Linked DNA regions of Sus scrofa: regions 2, 3 and 4 are each linked to region 1. The links are chromatin contacts, called in public HiChIP or PLAC-seq and promoter capture Hi-C maps. All regions are on one chromosome and are shown on one strand. Each heading gives the region's core, a stretch centred on a gene start, on an enhancer-like site or on the middle of the called end of the contact. The rest is flanking DNA. Distances are from core to core; before and after follow the strand shown.

What was found. Promoter capture Hi-C pulls out the DNA fragments that hold promoters and counts their contacts. HiChIP or PLAC-seq counts read pairs in DNA pulled down with a chosen protein or histone mark.
Region 2: a promoter capture Hi-C map of fetal liver shows a contact between it and region 1, with 2.9 times the contacts expected there. The contact joins the promoter of FAM219B here to the promoter of CLK3 in region 1. A contact is called at or near these places in 1 of 5 promoter capture datasets (fetal liver), 3 of 47 Hi-C or Micro-C datasets (embryonic fibroblasts, epiblast stem cells and fetal skeletal muscle) and 2 of 2 datasets of contacts at active chromatin or transcription factors (alveolar macrophages and skeletal muscle).
Region 3: a contact with region 1 is called in an H3K27ac HiChIP or PLAC-seq map of alveolar macrophages, with 7 times the contacts expected there. The contact joins the promoter of RPP25 here to the promoter of CLK3 in region 1. A contact is called at or near these places in 1 of 5 promoter capture datasets (liver), 1 of 47 Hi-C or Micro-C datasets (blood) and 1 of 2 datasets of contacts at active chromatin or transcription factors (alveolar macrophages).
Region 4: a contact with region 1 is called in a promoter capture Hi-C map of liver, with 5 times the contacts expected there. The contact joins the promoter of LOC100156967 here to the promoter of CLK3 in region 1. A contact is called at or near these places in 1 of 5 promoter capture datasets (liver), 1 of 47 Hi-C or Micro-C datasets (liver) and 2 of 2 datasets of contacts at active chromatin or transcription factors (alveolar macrophages and skeletal muscle).

What each region holds. Positions count from the first base shown.
Region 1 is chr7:58,906,560-58,911,600 of Sscrofa11.1, forward strand. It overlaps CLK3 (dual specificity protein kinase CLK3), which reads right to left and starts at 3,057. Exons shown (of 13, transcript XM_001927924.7): 1 at 2,952-3,057.
Region 2 is chr7:58,647,874-58,652,595 of Sscrofa11.1, forward strand. FAM219B (family with sequence similarity 219 member B) reads left to right here and starts at 2,897. Exons shown (of 5, transcript NM_001243582.1): 1 at 2,897-3,098; 2 at 3,303-3,390; 3 at 4,103-4,180; 4 at 4,606-4,654. The coding sequence starts at 2,900.
Region 3 is chr7:58,602,672-58,607,154 of Sscrofa11.1, forward strand. It overlaps RPP25 (ribonuclease P protein subunit p25), which reads left to right and starts at 3,179. Exons shown (of 1, transcript XM_001927117.5): 1 at 3,179-4,483.
Region 4 is chr7:58,621,364-58,625,856 of Sscrofa11.1, forward strand. LOC100156967 (cytochrome c oxidase subunit 5A, mitochondrial) reads left to right here and starts at 1,606. Exons shown (of 5, transcript XM_005666147.2): 1 at 1,606-1,878. The coding sequence starts at 1,773.

The DNA of each region.
Region 1 (5,041 bases), core at 1,807-4,306:
CAGACAATGGGTAACACCCACCTCTGCTAGTGAACAAACAGCTTCCTCCCCAGCAGAGCATCAGTGGCCTGGTGGTCTGAGCACTAGGAGAACTGGGCAAGCCAGGACAAGTGCTGAGGTAGAATGCAGGGAGAGGCTGGTGAGCACCTTCACAAGAGTCTGGGGCCAAGAAGAAAGGGAGACTCCTGTGCTCAGTTCCCTCCTGCCTGTCTGTAGGGTCCTAGGAAGTGCCTTTTCTGTCAAGCCAGAGGCCAGAGTCAAAAGGCTGCTGGCAGGAGTCAACACACAGGAGCAAAGGGTGAAAGTCCTCAAGTTTGAAAAGCCAAGTTGTCTGGCTGAGGCTCTGGAACTGGACCCTACACAAGGGAGCAAGGACCACAATTTAGTGTGAGGAGCCACTGGCAGAAACGAGAAGACCAGCCCTTGGAGAAAGAGGTACACGGGGCCCCACAAACATCCCTTGGGGTCTGGCCAAGCAGATATGGGGGTCTCTCCAGCCCTTCATGGTCTCTATTCAGTCTCAGCATCAATAAAGTCCTCAGAGCAACCAAGTTTCTTGCCTGAAACCTATTTAGCACCCTCAGACCACCTGCCACTGGTGCCATGCCAGGCAGTGCCTCACCTCTATCCCACTACTGTCCCCACTTCTATATTCTGAATTTCAGGAGGAACTAGAGGATCGGCTGTCTGGCAGGCTGTGTGCTTGGGAAAGCAGGCCAAAGGGGCCCCACCTCCCTATCCCTGGTTCAGTGTGGACTTACAGCCACCACAGGAAATTGCCATCTTGGATCAGCCATCAAACGAGAAAGATGGGTATGTGAGGCCAGCTCCCTGTTCCACCCACAATCCAAACCCTGACACTGCCTCCATAGGAAGGCTGGGCCTGAGCAATCCTTCCAGATAAATACTTTGTAACACCTCCTCAAGAGCTCAGACTGCTGCTCTCTTTTGGTGATCAGCTGACTAATGTTCACTGTTTCTCCCCAGTTAGGCTGGGTCACGTGACCAAGCTGTGGGATGAAGACGGTATCTCACATCTGTGTCACTAAGTGACATGGAAGATGCTTCAGTGGCCAGGGCAAAGGGCTTGCCCATCCTCACTGGGCAAAGCACCAGAGCTGGAAGTCACGGGGTCTAGTCCGTATCAGGCTAGACTCCTTCCTGGGACCTAGAAGATTCTTAGTGCACACATGTTCATGTTAGTGGAAAGAGCACAGCTTCAGTCACGCTGATGTCAACATGAATGCTGACATGGCCACTTCTAGCTTGTGCCTTTAGGCAGGTTATTAAACACCTCTACCCTTCAGCTTCCTCTTGCAACAAAGGAACAGTAATCACTTACAGGGTTTATGTCACATCTTAAAGTAACATGCCTAGTACATGCCCTTGGGTCAAATGCCTAGCATGGGTCACAAGAGATACTGAAGGCAGCTTTTCATTAAAAAGTTTCCAAGTAACACCTCTGGGTCTATGTTAAATGCCTTAAAAGCATTAAAGGTAGTTCATAAGTCCCAAGGGAGCAGAGGGGAGAGAGGTATAGGTAGAAAACCCTATACCTAAAGTAAATCCCAGTGCTGCCACTTGGCCTTGTGACCTTATACAAGTCACTCTGGGCCATGGTTACAATATCTGGAAAATGGAGATATGACCACCTCCCAGCCAAGTTGGCAAAGGGAATGACAAATATGAGAGATATAAAGTATCACACGCAAGGCAATCAGAGAGGACATAATCTCCCCTGTTTTAACACATTCTAGGCAGGTGAAATAATGGTAACACCAGATGCCCCTCATAATCCTCCCAGCTAGGGTTCTAGGGCCCATTTCTCCTCAATTATCTCTGATTCTCTGAGACCCCAGCAAACAGGTTGTAAAAGAAAAACAAGGGCCACAATTACGTTCCAGAAGGCTCTGCTTGGCACAATTAAGAAAAAGGTAATGTGAAAGAAACCAGGGCGAGGATGCCAGCTTTTCTCTGAGCACAGGCCTAGCTGTCTTCTCATTTGCTGTTCCTGGCCAGAGAACTGGGTTGACAAGAGCAGCCAGCCAAGTCAGCGGCAGCCCTGCCGGATCCCAGCCACCCCAGCGCCCCATGGTTATTTTTGGCTGACGCTGCCCCAACACTGCAACCTCAAACCTGCCACCTTGCAAGCCGCCACCACCGGGAGAAACGCTCCTCCTTTTCAAGGGCATGGAGGAGGGAAGCTGGAAGGCCGCCAACTCCGCCTCAACGGGGCCCTGGCTCAGGCGATTCCCACCCCAGCTCCACACCAGGACACCCGCACCCGGAACTAAAGCACAGAGACTCCTGGACCATGCAGCAGCCCGGGCATTTGTACTGTCAGCTTGGCTCGGCCCCTCCTCCGGGCTGGAGCGGCTCCATCATCACAACAAAACAATCAGGGGGCCCGCAGCCCTCGCTCGCGTCCTTCCTGACGCCGCGGGTCCCAGAGATCTGAGGCGGGTTCCTGGTAACCGCCGCCAATGGAGGCGAGGGGAGACCTGGGGTGGGGGAGGCGGGCAGGAGGAAAGCCAGCTTGGGCCGGAATCAGACTCCAAGCCGCGCGGAGAGGAGGAGTCTGCCGACCCAGCCTCGAGCCAGGGTTAGGGGAGGGGTCTGAAAGCCCCTCCAGGCTGTCGCAGGTAGGACCCTGACCCCATTCCGCGGGCAGGTATAGGGCCGAAGGTGGATCCCTGCAGGGCCCTCAGGGGCCTCTCACAGGTTCGGACTCGGACGCACAGGATCGAGAGACTGGGGTCTGCTGTGACCGCCCTCTGGGGGAGAAGCGGCAGGTCAGGGGTGAGAGGTCGGGGCCGCGGCCTGAGATGGGCCAAGAGAACGAAAGAGAGCAGACCAAGCCCGAACTAGAAGCCCGGGGACCCACACCCAGCGTACCCGCCCCTCTGACTCAACCCCCCGCTCCTCGTCGCGGGCCAGGGCCCCACACTCACCGTCTCCCAGGCTCCGGCTGAGGCTAGGCCCCACTCCCCGCTCCGAGCGCCTCTTCCGCTTCCGGCTCCGGCCTCCGCCCGTGGCGGGCCCGCCCCTCCCGTGACGCAGCCGTCGGTCGACTGAGCTCGGCGACTTGGCCCCTCTAGCCGTGAACTCGAAGACTCTGGAGGACCCGCCCTGTCCACCTGGGTCGCTGCGGCGGCGGTGGAACCTGGTTCCTGGAGGGCCGAGGGGATGTCCCCAGCCGCGGCCCGCCCCCTGCCGTGTCACGAGGCACGTAGGCCTCAAAGATGCGGCGGGGGGCACCGGTGGACAGGCGCTGAGAGCCGAAAGGTGGAGCCCCGACCCCGCCCAAGCCCGCTTGGCCTTTCCTTTCCTGAGCGCCGGGAGGAGGGCATTGTTTCGCTGTCGCCTCAAGTGAAAACTGGGTAGGCCTTGAGCGCCAGCCCGGCCTCGAGGCCCTGGAGGGCGCTAAAGCCCACGGAGGATCGGGAAGGAGGTTCCCGACTCCCGCTGATGTGAAAGAAGCAAATGAGACCTTATTCATGTGTGGAGGAGCTTTTTAAAGTCATGGCGGCGCGTCCAAGCCCGGTGTATGTGCACTGCAGTTTCTGGGAAGATACTGGAGAGTCACGTCGGCGGGGCCTTTGAAGGGAAAGGGACGGGTTCTGGGGTAAAAGGGGGTCTCGTTTTCCTTGAGCATTCTTGGGCACGGCAGTGAGCAGACCAGAGTTGTTTCTTAGTTCATAACCACCCGCGTCCCACCCCCGCCGAAGAAAAGCCCCGCGGCCCCCCTCACTCCTATTTCTCCCCTGGAGTCACCTGGTGACCTCTCTGCCCCCGCCGCCGGCGCGGGCTCACCGAAGCCCCGGCCACCTACTGCCCCGCTCTTGGTCATAGGGAGATAAGGAGGTCATCTTTTCCAGATGAGAAAACCGAGGTCAGGTCCTTTGGGAGACCTCGCGGTTTATGAGCGTGCACTCCCTGGCCCCCCCCCCCCCCCGGCTCTCGCTGGCGTCGGTCAAAGAGGGCGGGAGCGGCCTCTAATTGCCCCCTAGCCACGCCAGGGCCCAAGAAGGAGGGACACAGCATCCTTCCGGGCCCCGCCCCTCCCGGGGACTGAACTGCGAAGGCTGCAGCATTTCCCCAGCACCGCGTGGGCCTGCTTGTCACCACCCCTTTCCCCAGCCCCGGCCCCGCCTCCGCCCTCGCCGCAGCGAGGGCTGGTCACGCCCCTGACATCCGGCTAGTCTCCCAGCCACTGAGGCGGATTCCAAAAGGAAACGACCCCTCCGGAGTTGCGAGGCCTCTACAGTCTCTAACCTCTAGTTCCCCCTTAAACTGGGGTCTGACGGCATGGCTTGAGCAGGTGCTTAGTACAAATCTCCGTTAGTTCCACCACTCCCACTGCAAGTAAACAACCAAAGCCAAGTTCAAACGGGTTGCTTACTACACTAATGCAGCCTCAAGACCGACTCCCGGTCCCGGTCCAACCAAATGCACCCATTCCCCCCAATATAAATTCCGGAGCCGCTTCTACTGTGTAGTTGGCGACCGAGAGCCCGGCTGTCTCTGCCCCTAAATCCTGCCCCTTTAGGCTCCTGCCTCTGGGGTGGAAGATTCTGAGCAGCCATTTTTGCCTAGGCCTTTGCCCTATGCCAGAGGCCACACCAGCAGGGGTCCATCTAAGGGTTTCATCCATTAAGATGAGGTGGAAGGGCTCTGGTGTCTCCTCCTCCTACAGCTATGTGTTGCCTGCAGTTTCCATGGCTCCTGCAAGCTAGGATCACAACAGCAGCTGAGGGTGGAGGAGCTCAGAGCCCGGAGTCATGACCTGGGCACCAGTCTCTGAGCTGGTAAGTCAGGCCATCTTCCCACCATCCCTCCCACCATCAAGAACACAGGAGTCCCTGCCTCCTAGTAAAGAAACAGAGCTCTCTTTTTCAGAAATAGAATAGGAGCCATCTCCCAGCTCCTTCTCTAAAGTCTGCAGTCCAGCAGCTGTCCTACCTGATACTCTACCTTTAAGCCTCATTCTTCCCTCTTTGTTCCTAAGAGAACTCAGACCTAGATGAAAGAAAGGCAGAGT
Region 2 (4,722 bases), core at 1,647-4,146, 260 kb before region 1:
AAACTCACTATTTGCAGATGACATGATATATATTTAAAAAAAACAAAACAAAACCCTAAAGAGGAGTTCCTGTCGTGGCTCAGTCGTTAACGAATCCGACTAGGAACCATGAGGTTTCGGGTTTGATCCCTGGCCTTGCTCGGTGGGTTAAGGATCTGGTGTTGCCGTGAACTGGGGTATAGGTTGTAGACGCGGCTCAGCGAGTTGCTGTGGCTCTGGACCCCTAGCGTGGGAACCTCCATATGCCATGAGTGCGGCCCTATAAAGCAAAAAAAAAAAAAAAAAAAAAAAAAAAAAAAAAAAAACAACTAAAGAAACTGTCACAACTAGTAAATACTGTAAAGCATCAAGATACAAAATCAATGTATCGAAATATGTTGTTTCTATACACTTAAAAGCTATCAGAAAGAAATTAAAACAATCCTATTTACAATTGCATCAAAGATAATAAAATATCTAATAGGGAGTTCTCATAGTGGCTCAGGGTAATGAACCCGACTAGTATCCACGAAGAAACAGGTTTGATCCCTGGCCTTGCTGGGTTAATGATCTGGCATTACTGTGAGCTGTGGTGTAGATCACGGACACAGCTCAAATCCCATGTCGCTGTGGCTGTGGCACAGGCCAGCAGCTCTAGCTCCGATTCACCCCCTAGCCTGGGAACTTCCATGTGCCGTGGGTGCTGCCCTGAAAAGTAAAAAATAAAAATATAAATAAATAAATAAGGAAGTCTGCCCTTGGGGAGGGTAAATCGAAATGAGAGAATAAACACTACATACTTAAAACACTGTAAACTTCCTAAGATTACATTTCTTGAGCACTTAGTACATGCCAGGTACCATTCCAAGCACCTTAGGATTTAACCTTATAAATTCTATTATGCAAGTACTATTAAAATCCCTGTTCCTCAAATAAGGACACAGATAAAGAATTAAAATCTGGGTTCAGGGCTCATATTCAATGACATAACAATTAGCTGAGCACTAGTAATGGGAGACCCAGAGTGACATGGATGGGTGACTTTTTGGCTACTAGTTCCTGGAGATTTTGTAATGTGGAAAGGTTCTGGTCACATTTTTTTGGCCCTTAGTGAAATATCCATCAGCTTAACAGGCAGCAATAGCCATGAGGAAAACCACCTCTTTGGAGTCCACAGGCTAGGTTCGAATTCCAGGTTTACCACCTAACTGGCGAATCCAACCAAATGTAAGCATCATTTGCTTAACAGAAGTAGTAGTCAAAAGGAGAAAATATTGAGTCATATGAAGTCGTTGCTTCTGGAGGTCAAAAATGGTGGAATCAACCAAAATAGCATTCCTTTATGCTTCTGATTTTTCTTTTTGGGGGCACAGGAGTTCCTGGACCAGGGATGGAACCCACGCCACTGCAGCTACCCAAGCTGCTGTAGTGACAATGCTGGATTCTTAACTCACTGTGCCACGAAAGAACTCTGCTTCTCATTTTTCAAAAAATTTAGTTCTAGGAGTTCTCATTGTGGTTCAGCAGAAACAAACCCTACTAGTATCCATGAGGATTCAGACTAAGGATCCCGAGTTGATGTGGCTGTGGCATAGGCCTGCACCTGCCGCTCTGATTCCACCCCTAGCCTGGGAACTTTCATATGCCGCACCTGTGGCTCTAAAAAATAAAACTTTAAAAAACGCAGTCATAAATTATTTTCTCCTATCCCGCCTAATCACACTCCCACTCAACTGTTTTTGTGGCCCTGGAGGCTCATAAGTTGTACATTTTTGAACTACCCTGTGGAGACTAATAAATTAGCCTTGGGACAGCCTCATGAGATTTCGCAGTTACTACAAGGATCTGGAGCTACTTACCAGCCAGCTACAAACACATCCCTTGGGGGCCAGAGAAGTCACGAGCTGTGACAGCTCCGGCCTGGACACACTTTCATTCTTCTTCCCAAGGCCTATTTTGCCCTTGTTTGTCGCTGTAAGAAGGGTAGTGATATTGGTTCCATTTTAAAACGTGGAAACTGGAGTTCCCGGTGGAGCAGCAGAAACGAATCCGACTAAGAGCCATGAGGATGCGGGTTCCACCCCTGGCCTCACTCAGTGGGTTAAGGATCCGGCGCTGCCGTGAGCTGTGGTGTAGGTTGCAGACACTGCTTGGATCCCGCGTTGCTGTGGCTGTGGCATAGGCCGGCAGCTGTAGCTCCGATTAGACCCGGTAGGCTGGAAACCTCCATATGCCACGGGTGCGGCCCTAAAAAGACAAAAAATAATAATAATATGTGAAAACTGAGTCCTAGAGAGAGTCAGCCTCATCCAAGGTCTCAGGCATTGCGTGGTGTTGGAAATAACCTGGACTTGACATTAGAGTATCAGCGCAGGCAGTGTCTCTGGTTGTGTGACCTCCACAAGGTCTTTAAACTGTTTTCCCGCGCCTAGTTTCTTTTCTGGAGAAGGGCGCTGACACGTTCCTGTCTCCTACTGCTCTTTCTGGTTCAATCCAAGCTCTCCCCGGTCCGCCCTGGGGGAGCTGCGGCTGTGGCAAGAGGACCCATGCGCAGATACCACGAGGAGCGCGTGCGCACCAGGGCGCAAAGAGCTCGAAGTCCGCAGGTGCACATCCGCGGCCACCCCGAAAATATTGATATTTAATTTCCACTAGAGAAAAAATTTAGTTTGACAGCCAGGAACTCAGGCCAACTAAAAGCACGTGGTGTGCCAGAAAGGCGGGACTGCAGCAATCCAAACCCTCCGGAAGGGCGGAACAATTGAGCCAACCCCGCAACTGATGGGACCGGAAAGCTCAGGCGGGTACAATCTGCGCCCGCGCGCCGCCATCTTGCTCGAGGAGAGACCGCCTCCTTCCCGGTTGCTGGCTGGTTAGCCAGGAGGCGGGGCTCCACCACCCGGAGGGGCGTGGCCAAGCGATGGCGACAGCGGAGCCCAGTGGGCACGCGGTTCTGGCGTCCGTTCTGGGACCCCGGCCCAGCGGTGCTGGGTCTGCAGGTCCGCCCTCCGGCCGAAGCGGTATTGGAGTACCCCGGCTTGGGGAGCGGACTCTGGCTGCTGTGGAGAAGCGGGGGCCATACATGGTGACGCGCGCGCCTTCCATTCAGGCCAAGTTGCGTGAGTGCTGCCTGGTGGGGGTTCTCTGCCGGGGCGGGCTGCTGTGTCCCCGGGCGGGCTCCGGAGCCGCACCGGGGCGACCCTGGAGGGGCACCTGCAGCCCGCTCCCGCACCTCAAAATCCGTTCGGAGAGCGGGCTCCTGGCGTTTGGGATACACTGCGGAATGGGGAGGATCCCTCTGACTGCGGCCCTTTGACTTCCAGAGAAACACCGGGACCTGGCCAAGGCAGTTTTGCGGAGAAAGGGCATGCTGGGTGCCGCGCCGAACCGCCCCGACTCTTCAGGAAAAAGGTCTCAGCAAGCGCCACTTCCTCTGTGCAACCGTTTCCAGAGAAGGCTTTAGTGTTCAGGCCGGGAGACAGAAAGCAAACACACGTTTAGGGGCCGAACTAGTGATTCCCCTGAAGCCAACCTGTCAGGTTCACTGCATTAAAATGAGAAGAGGAACCACCTTTTCTTTTCCTTCTAGAATGTGATGATTTCAAGGAAAGGGCTTTGGAATAAGTTTTGTCAGTGAGTAGGGTCATTCACTAAGTTAGGGAGGAATATAGTGGCTGGGGCCCCAAAGAGTGAGGATGGAGAGCAGTGTGGGAAGTCAGGGCTGTTTGTTTGCTTCTAACAGAATGGTAAACTCTAAGGATTGGGTGGGACTTTATCCAGGGCCTCTCTTACAAATAAGGGCTAAAGCAGGTGAAGGAATTTGCCTAAGAACTTTTTCTGTTCCCTGGTTAAATTAGGTGGGGAGACAGGGCTTTTCCCAATTCATTAAAGAGGGGGTGTGCTTTTCTTCAGGAGCAGCAGGGGGAGTGGTGTGAGGAAGTGCATATTCTGAGGAGCTGTAGCCACATACATGGCAGGCAGTGGTGGCTGTGTGACCAGGTAGAAGGCAAGTCAGGAGTAGTGCCATCAGTTGGGTTTTTTCCCATAAGGGTGAGGACTCTGGCTTTCGCTGCGAAAAGCTGGTGCTTTACCTATGCTTGGTTTTCCCCCCATCTCCCCTTAGGTCAGTGAAGTTTAACAAGGGCTATACTGCTCTTAGTCAGAGTCCAGATGAAAACCTGGTGTCCCTTGACTCTGACAGGTAAGTGCACTCCTTGGAAATACCCTTGGGGAGTGATTTGGGTAAAATTGCAGATCACTTGCTTTGCTTATTCCCTGTCTCTTCCAAGACCTTTTGTGCATGTTCCAGGGCTGCACTATCCCTTCCCAGGATGGCTTGCTTAGAGGACTCATAGGTCATCTTGCTGCTCTTGGATTTGAAGCACCAACCTTATCTGGGGAAATCATCCTACCCTATAATGTCTGCACTGTTAGTGCCAGTGACCCTGTCCCTGCTGGAGCCAGTGGAAGGAGCTATTTATACTCATGGCACATTCTGGGCTTGAGTTTTATGGTGTGTGGTCTTTGCTTCACAAGTCCCCCAAACCCCTTTGCATGCTCTGCACCGTGCTGTTTATAGCTGTACTCCACAGGCATCTCCCTGATCTGACTGTCTTCATCTTCTAGTGATGGGGAGCTGGAATCCAGATACTCCTCCGGGTATTCCTCTGCAGAGGCAAGTCCAGAGCGCCTTTCTGTGTGGGGCCAGGCTGAAGGCAGTGTCACTGCCACTGCCAAATGCTT
Region 3 (4,483 bases), core at 1,929-4,428, 300 kb before region 1:
AGAAATTATCATGCTAAGTGAAGTTAGTCAGACAGTGAGAAACAAAGGTCATATCCTATCACTTATATGTGGAATCTAAAAAAAGGATAGAGGAGTTCCCGTCATGGTGCAGCAGTTAATGAATCTGACTAGGAACCCTGAGGTTGAGGGTTCGGTCCCTGGCCTTGCTCAGTGGGTTAAGGATCCAGCGTTGCCGTGAGCTGTGGTGTAGGTCGCAGACACGGCTCAGATCCCGCGTTGCTATGGCTCTGGCGTAGGCCGGTGGCTACAGCTCCGATTCGACCCCTAGCCTGGGAACCTCCATATGCTGCAGGTGTGGCCCTAAAAAGCAGAAAAAGAAAAAGAAAAAAAGATACAATAAACTTCTTTGCAGAACAGAAACTGAGTCATGGATTTTGAAAAAACTTACGGTTACCAAAGAAGACAAGTTGGTGGGGGGAGAGATGGGCTGGGGATTTGGGATGGAAATGTTATAAAATTAGGTTGTGATGATGGCTATACAACTATAAATATAATAAAATTCATTTTAAAACAATAGAAAAGGTTTTCCTGTGGTGCAGTGGGTCAAGGATCTGGCATCGCCATAGCCATGGTGCAGGTAGCAACCTCTTTTCTGGTTCAATCTGTGACCTGGGAACTTCCACATGCTGCAGGTGCAGCCAGAAAAAAAAAAAAAGAATTACACTGTTTATCATAAGTCAGACTCTGACAGGATGTGTTGGGAGAAGGGATCTCTGTATGTAACATTCAGAAAAGCTGATACAACTACTCCCCATTGAAATGAAGCAGAAAATGTTAAATCACACAAAAGCAAAATAAAACCACTGGGTCAGCATTCCTGCCTGTCAACAAACAGCTGGGGCGCAGCAGCTCTGGCTGCCCCATGAGGGCTGACAACCTGCTCTGACTCCTTTTTTTGTTTGTTTTTGTTTTTGTTTTTGCTTTTTTTACTGCTGCACCTGTGCTATATGGAAGTTCCCAGGTTAGAGGTCAAATTAGAGCTGCAGCTGCCGACCTACGCCACAGTCACAGCAACTCGGGATCTGAGCTGCATCTGTGACCTCCACCACAATGCCTGATCCTTAATTCACTGAGCAAGGCCAGGATTCGAATTTGCATCCTCATGGATACTAGCCCCGTTCATAACGTGCTGAGCCACCACAGGAACTCCTCTTTTTCTTTTTTAACTCTACCCATCCTCCAGTTTTGCCTACAAGCAAAGTTTGGACAAGGGATTTGTGGGAGTGGTGATCTCATAGAGGTCCTGGAGGGGGAATGGGGGGGACCTGGGGCAATTCTAAGAGATAATCCTGTTATCACCATCATAGTTTCCATTTTACAACAGAAGAAACTGAGGTGCAGAGAGCTTCCATAGCTACATCAAGGGCACAGCTAGCAAGTGGCAGAGCTGGGAGTCAAATCCGGGTGTGTGGCTCCAGAGTACACACTGTTAACCACCCTACTAGGTGCTCCTGGGTGTTAGATAGGCAAGCATTTTGTAAGTTGTAGAAAAACTCAGTATACCCCGAAGGATATTTATAATTCTGGGAAGGCATAAACAAAGCACCCTAGCTCTGCCCCAAGGTAAAAGCAGGAGGAGGAAGTGCAGCCCTGATGCCTGCTATCCCAGGCAAGCAGCTGGCAGAGCAGAATTCTATCCTGAAGTTCTGGACCTTCATCATGGGTAGCTGGGGAGACCTAGAGCTGATGGCTTTCCACTCTGCTTCTCCTTCCTCTTGCAGATGGTCTAGTGCCATGCTTAAGAACAGACTCTGATAGCGAGTTCCCATCGTGGTACAGCAGAAACAAATCCAACTAGGAACCAGGAGATTGTGGGTTCGATCCCTGACCTCAATCAGTGGGTTAAGGATTCAGCATTGCCGTGAGCTGTGGTATGGGTTGCAGATGCAGCTCAGATCCTGCGTTGCTGTGGCTGTGGTGTAGGCCGGCAGCTGTAGCTCCAATTCAACCCCTAGCCTGGGAACTTCCATATGCTGTGGGCGCAGCCCTAAAATGACAGAAGAAAAAAAATTAAAAATAGAATTACCGTATGATCCAGCAATTCTACCCTGGGTATTTTCTTTCTTTCTTTTTTTTTTTTTTTTTTTTTTGTCTTTTTGCCTTTTTCTTGAGCCGCTCCCACGGCATATGGAGGTTCCCAGGCTAGGGGTCTAATCGGAGCTGTAGCCACCGGCCTATGCCAGAGCCATAGCAACGAGGGATCCGAGCCATGTCTGCGACCTACACCACAGCTCACGGCAACGCTGGATCCTTAACCCACTGAGCAAGGCCAGGGATCGAACCCGCAACCTCATGGGTCCTGGTCGGATTCGTTAACCGCTGCACTGCGACGGGAACTCCCATACCCTGGGTATTTTCTAAAGAAAATGAAAGCATTAATTCTAAAAGACATATGCCTCCCTATGTTCACTGCAGAATTATTTATAATAGCTAAAACATGACAGCAACCTAAGTGTCCATTGACATATAAAAGAATAAAGAAGATGTGGTGTGTGTGTATGTATAATATTCTATTGTGTGTTATGTATGTATACATACATGATGTTAAGTGAAATAAAGATAAATAATGTATGATCTCACTTATATGTGGAATCTAAAAACAACAACAGAACTTAACTTGTAGATACAGAGAAGAGATTGGTGGTTGCCAGAGAGGGAGGTTGAGGGGGAGGGAAAAAAAGAAAAAAAAAAGAACAGAACAGACTCTGGAGCCAGACAGACTCTGGATCTGGCTCTACCTGACTTACGAAATGGGTAGTGGTTTCATTGTTGTATGAAATGAGTTAGTACAGGTGAGCGCATAGTACAGGGTCTGGCACAAAGCACCAGGTTGCGGGTTCGATTTCTGCCCTGCCCCTCCCCCCCACGCAATGGATAAAAGGATCCAGCGTTGTTGCTGCAGCACTGGAGAAGGTCGCAATTGCCACTAGGACCTGATCCCTGGTCCCAGGGAACTCCATATGCCGAGGGGAGGCCAAAATAGAAAAAAAAAAAAAAATGCCCAAATCACAGAGGTGAAAAGAAGTTAATGAACCTCAGGCGCAAGGTCAGGACCTCACTTAACAAAGGCTATTTCAAAACTCTGGGCTTAATTTTATATTCATACTTAGTAGTTCTTTCCTTAGAGAGGCCAACAAAATGCAGCTTCAGAGGTAACAGATGAAGTGTGCTGTTTTCTTGCAGTTATTTTAAAAATACATTTACATCTATAAACGTGCACACAGAAATAGATTCCTCACTCCCTAGCTTAAAAAATACTTGTCCTACTGTGTGGATAGCTGGTACCCAGTTCATTCAACAGAAAGTCTTGACTGTTTTTCCATGTTTCTAACTGTCGCAGAGTGTGCACCACAGATGCTCAAATTTATTTATCCACCTTCCCAGAGCTGAGCCCTCTACTCCCTTCCCAGCCGACCCCAGAGTATCCTGCCGTCGCCTCGCTCCTCGTCTCGGTTTTCTCGCTCATAGCGCCCCCTTTCTCTGCTATCCTTGCTACGGCTCCTTCGCCTTCTTTCCTAACAGCCCTGGGCAAACCTCGCCTCTCCCGGCCCCCGCACGTCACCGTCCAGCATTTTGTCCCCTCTCCCGCCCTAGCTTCTGGCCTGCCAGCGTCGCTCCACTCATTCGCTGCCCCCCCACTCGAATCTTTCCGCTCCCCTGCCCGCGATCTCCTCCCCCTCTTCGCTCCGCACCCGGTCCTGCCACTCCGCGGCCCCACAGGAGCGCACAGCCGGCGGGCTGCAACGCACGCTGTCAGAGTAATGAATGGCTTCAGCGGTAATTAGCGACCCGGCGGCTAATCACGATGTACATTTACATTTTAAGTGCTGCAGAGGGAGCTGGGAAAAGGAGGGGAGCGGCGGGAGGGGGCGCGGGCCTTTTTCCCCGGTCTCCCTTCACTGACTGCGGAACGAAGTGAATCGAGTCTTCTACAGCTGGCGCCAGTGGAGGGGGACCGCGGGGCGGCGCTTTCTAGCGCCAGCTCAGAGCAAAGGCAAACGCAGAACGGTCTTATCCTCACCCGACGTAAACTCCTGGCCCCTGCCTCCGAATCGTAGACCCCTGCGTGATCCCTTCAAAGTGAACGTTCAGCCTTGGCTCGCATACTCCCGTGGGTGGAGAGCTCGCTTCTGCGCTTATCAGCCCGTTCGAACATAGATTCCAGCCATTTTGGGACTTTTTCTCAGGCCTAACGAAACTGATGCTCTTTAAGTCCCACAACTGCCCTAGTCTTACAGGGCCTGAGGTTCCCTGCGCCCTGCCACGCGCTGCAGACTGTTGTGTCTTCTTCAGACTACTGTGTCTCCGACTCCTAGGGCTGTTCCTAGAGGGGCCTCTGGGAGCTGGGGCGGGGTGGAAGTACAGGTTTGGAGCAGAACGCGACCTCGAGGGCCCCTGATCCCAGAGGGCGAGCAATAGATCCGAGAAGGGCGTTGGTCATTCGTACGGTGGGGCTCAAAGG
Region 4 (4,493 bases), core at 356-2,855, 290 kb before region 1:
AACTACAGTGCTTTCTTAAGTATGGGAACGCTGACCTTGTCCTGAGCTTCCAGCTCTTAAGATATTTGGAGAATATTAATTAAACTCAAAGAGGCAAAACTTCCCCTGGTGTTGTTTGGTTAAGTTGGTGGGGGAAAATGGGGACAGGTGCTTTGGGGTTTTTTTGTTTGTTTGTTTTTACTTTTGGCCACAACCAGGGGCATATGTAAGTTCCTGGACCAAGGACTGAACCCTCACCATAGCAGTGACTCAAACCACTGCAGTGATAACATCCAGCTCCTTAACCCACTATGCTGCAAGGGAACTCTCAGAGGACAGGTGCTTTGAGAAAAGCTTTTTTATCCGTTTCCCAGCCAGATTCATACCTCCTAAGGCCACACTGCTAGGGAAGAAAAAGAGATCAACACTGATTTTCTGGAGACAGAGCCTGGAGTGAGGAAGAGGAGCTGAATATCCATCTTTTCTTTCTTCAGTGGGTCCAGGGATAGAGAATGAGTGATTACAAGTCAAGAATCTTTACTACTTAACTCTTGGTGGCTGCGAGATAATTCAGGCCTGGGGCAAGCAGGCCCACTGCCCAGGAGCTCAAAATCAGAATGCAGTTACTGAGGCCAGATTTGATATTAAGAGTCTTGGGATTTAATCGACCCCTTCCTGTAGGGACTGGAAGTGGTGGTTTCCCCAGAAACATCCAGGTGAGTCCTGGAACTGGGGATTTGGTGAAAAGAGAGTCAATTGCCTGCAAGAAATCTAATTTCTGAGGCTGTTTCCTTCTCTGTAAAGTGATTGCACTCATATTTTTTTTCCAATTTTTGGCCGCCCCGTGGCATATGGAGATCCTGGGCCAGGGAACAGATTCCAAGGTAATCGCCACTCAAGTCGTAGCTGCGGCAACACCGGGTCCTTAACCCACTATGCGTGGCAGGGGATGGAACCCTGGTCTCAGAGCTCCCAAGACACGGCCAATCCCGCCTGTGGCGCCCCAGCGGGAGCTCCTCCACTCATTTCCTAATGCTTGCGGATTTGTTATACAGGAATATTGCTGTTGATCCCTGTTATGGCGCAGGGGAAAATAATCCGACTAGTAACCATGAGGTTGAGGGTTCCATCCCTGGCCTCACTCAGTGGGTTAAGGATCCGGCGTTGCGGTGAGCCATGGTGTAGGTTGCAGACGCCGCTAGGATCTGGCGTTGCTATGGCTGCAGCATAGGCTGGCGGCTACAGCTCCAATTCCACCCTTAGCCTGGAAACTTCCATTATGTTGCAGGTGCGGCCCTAAAAAGCAAAAAAAAAAAAAAAAGATTAGTTGCTAATAAGATCTTATACACAAGCAGTTGTTTTGCCCCCACTTGTTCTCTTATTGTAGGCTCACACCAGGTGGTAAACAAAAAAGATATTTTTATTATAATTTGTCGTTATTATTGTTATCGTTCCCATTTTGAGGTGCTGGAGTCGCCTCTCGAGCCTGTCCACTGCTGTCCTCTGCCATCCTACCATCCTAGCTCCACAATAGCAGATCTGGTCCACGCCCAGACCCGGGCGGCGGGGCGGGGCGCGGCGCCGAAATGGTTTGTCCTGAACGCGCCGCCGTAGGCCGCCTGCGGCCGCGTGTGGCCCCTTTCCGCCTAGGCGCGAGCGCCGCAGTGGGAGGGCCTCCACGCTCCGCCCGCCCTGCGTCGGTGCGTGAGTTCGGCCCCCACGAGCTTCGAAGCGGCCCTTGAGCTCACACCCGGCTTTGCCTTAGCGTTAACCTGCGCGCCGCCATCGCCGTCATGCTAGGCGCCGCTGTTCGCCGCTGCTCCGTAGCAGCAGCCGCAGTCGCCCGGGCCAGCCCTCGAGGCCTTCTGCACCCCACTCCGACCCCCGGCCCCGCCGCCGGTAAGGCTCCCGCCTGCCACTGTCCGCGCCCGCGTGTCCTTGTGGTGACCTGGGCCCCCGCCGCCATGCGAGGGCAGGCTCGCCCAGAGGCCTAGCCCCTGCCCTGCGGGCCGACGGCCGAACCTGAGGACCGCTAGCCATTCCCGCCGCCGCCGAGTTGTGGAGGACTCGAGGGCGCGTCCCGGGGTCCTCCCTTGGCGCGACTTCCTGGTGCGGGCACCGCGGACCGGTCGAGCGTGGACCTGCTGTGGGTGCACCTCCCGCGCCCACTGGACCTCTTCGGTCCCCGGGCCATGACCGTGCCCTGGCGTTGATCCTGCGGCCACTGACTGGGAGTGGCTACCGCCGGCCTGCAGCGCTTCCGCGAAGGTGACATTGAGCTCAGGGTAGAAGGCGGGAGTGGCCCCTCCGGGGACCCTGGCACCGCCGCCCGCAGCCTCTTCCGAGAACACTTTATACTTCCGTGACTGGGACACAGTGTAGTCTTTTCATCAGGCATTTCTCGTTACCGTTTTGTGTGTCACTTTCTCCAGCCGTTCTTTTATTTTTAGACACTGTTGTGCCATGTTTTAATTCTTCCATCTTTACATTAGATCAGTGTATGTGGTTGTTTCCTGAGGTCTGGAAGAGAGCCTGACTTGATAGGTCTTAGGATAAGAATATTACTGTTTGGAAAACGGGGTACCACAGACCCAGGAGTCCTGGGTCCTACAAACTTGGAGAAGTTTTATTTTTTATTTGTGCTTCCGGCTAGAAGTCTGGTTGCTGGAGTATGAGATGTTCTGCTGATTTCTGTCTCTTATTTTGCCTTCTGCTTAATATGTGTTCCAGGAGACTTTGTGTCCAGCACTGAACTTTTAATTATTGTAAATGCACTTTAAAAAATTTATTGGAATATAGTTGGCTCACAGTGTTGTGCCCATTTCTTGTAACTGCGCTTTGATCTTGGTGCGTGACGGTAGCATATGCTAACGTTATAAAATTTAAACATGCACTCAAACTCAAAACTAATAGTGTTGTTCTTTTGACTATTTAACTAGCGCTTCAGAACCTAAGGAGTTATGTTTTGCTTCGGTTTTGTTCATGTGGATACATTTGGGGGAGGTGTTCTTGACCTCTTGAAAAGAATTGTTACATTTTGTGGCAGGTTGAGGAAGTGGCAGGCTTTCTGCAAACTCTAGATTTAAGGCAGTTCTTTCTCCAGTAAATTTGGACTACTGGTTTATCTGCTAGGCATTCTCCGCACCCTCTTTAGTATAATTCCCTAACAAAAAGCTTTATTTTAGGTATTGTCCCATAGACCTAAATATTTGCCACAAGGAGGCAGTATTGGTTATATTCATGTCAACTGCTTTCTAGCGGTGTGACCTTGGAGGTATTAGTTAAACCTTAAGACTCAGTTCCCTCATCTCTAAAACCAGGATAATATTTAGTAGTTGTGAAATTTAAATGAGATAATATAAACTCTTACCCCTTTCCAGGTACAAATGCTTAAGACATACTTGCTTTATTATAGTGCTTTTCATTTTTGCATATTATAGGTGAGGTTTGTTACCAGTTTGAGACTGAAGAGGTTTTATGCAATTGAAAGTTAAAAAGATTAAGATTTTTGGATGAAGCTATCCAAGGGCAAATGAGAATATACTTGAGAGCTCTGAGGGGGTTAACCTGGATGGAGGGCTTCAAGTTTGCTTTAGATAAAAAACTTAAATTCCGTATTTGCTCCAAGAAATCTTCAGCTTCTAACAGAATTGTTTTCCAGTAACTGCGGGATTAAATAATGAAATATTTTGAATAATGGTTAGATTCTCTAGTCAACCCTTAAAAGTTATGCAATCCTGGCTCCTAATCCTTATCCTGATAGTTTTGGAAAGATGGGAGTTGTTTTCACTTTCCCTTTCTTGTTGCAGTGCCTTTAAGTAGGCACTTTTTATTACCTTCTGATATTTTTTTCTGCACCACTCCCACATTTATAGATTTACAGCCTTTGGGCCCCAAGATTCATGACTGCTCTTAGGTCTTGTACCTCCGTAGCCCTGCCTTTGGGCTTGTTCATGGACACCCTACATTGTTCACCTCTATCCGTTGCTCTTAGATATACCACTACCAAAATGTCCATTCTTTGAGCCATATCTGAGAGTTATTGAATGGAAAACTATCTGATTTAACTAAATTTAAACCAAGGGAATTAATAAGCTCCTTTAATTTTTCTGAATATGTTAGCATTTTATTGTCAGGTAATAGACTGCTTGACTGAATGCCAAAAAGCAGTGTTAGAAATAGATTTTTAGGAGTTCCCGTTGTGGCAAGGTGGATTAGGAATCCAGCGTTGTCTCTGCAGCATTGCAGGTTTGATCCCTGGACTGGTGCAGTGGCTTAAGGATCCGGCATCACCGCAGCTATGGCATAGGTTGATGCTACAGCTTGGATTCAGTTCGAGGAGTTTCCATATGCCATGAGTGTGGCCAATAAAGAAAAAATGTCTTTTTTTTTTTTTTTTTTGGTCTTTCCTAGGGCTGCACCTCTGGCATATGGAGTTTCCCAGGCTAGGGGTCAAATCGGAGCTGTAGCCGCTGGCCTACAGCAGAGCCACAGCAACATGGGATCCGAGCCAC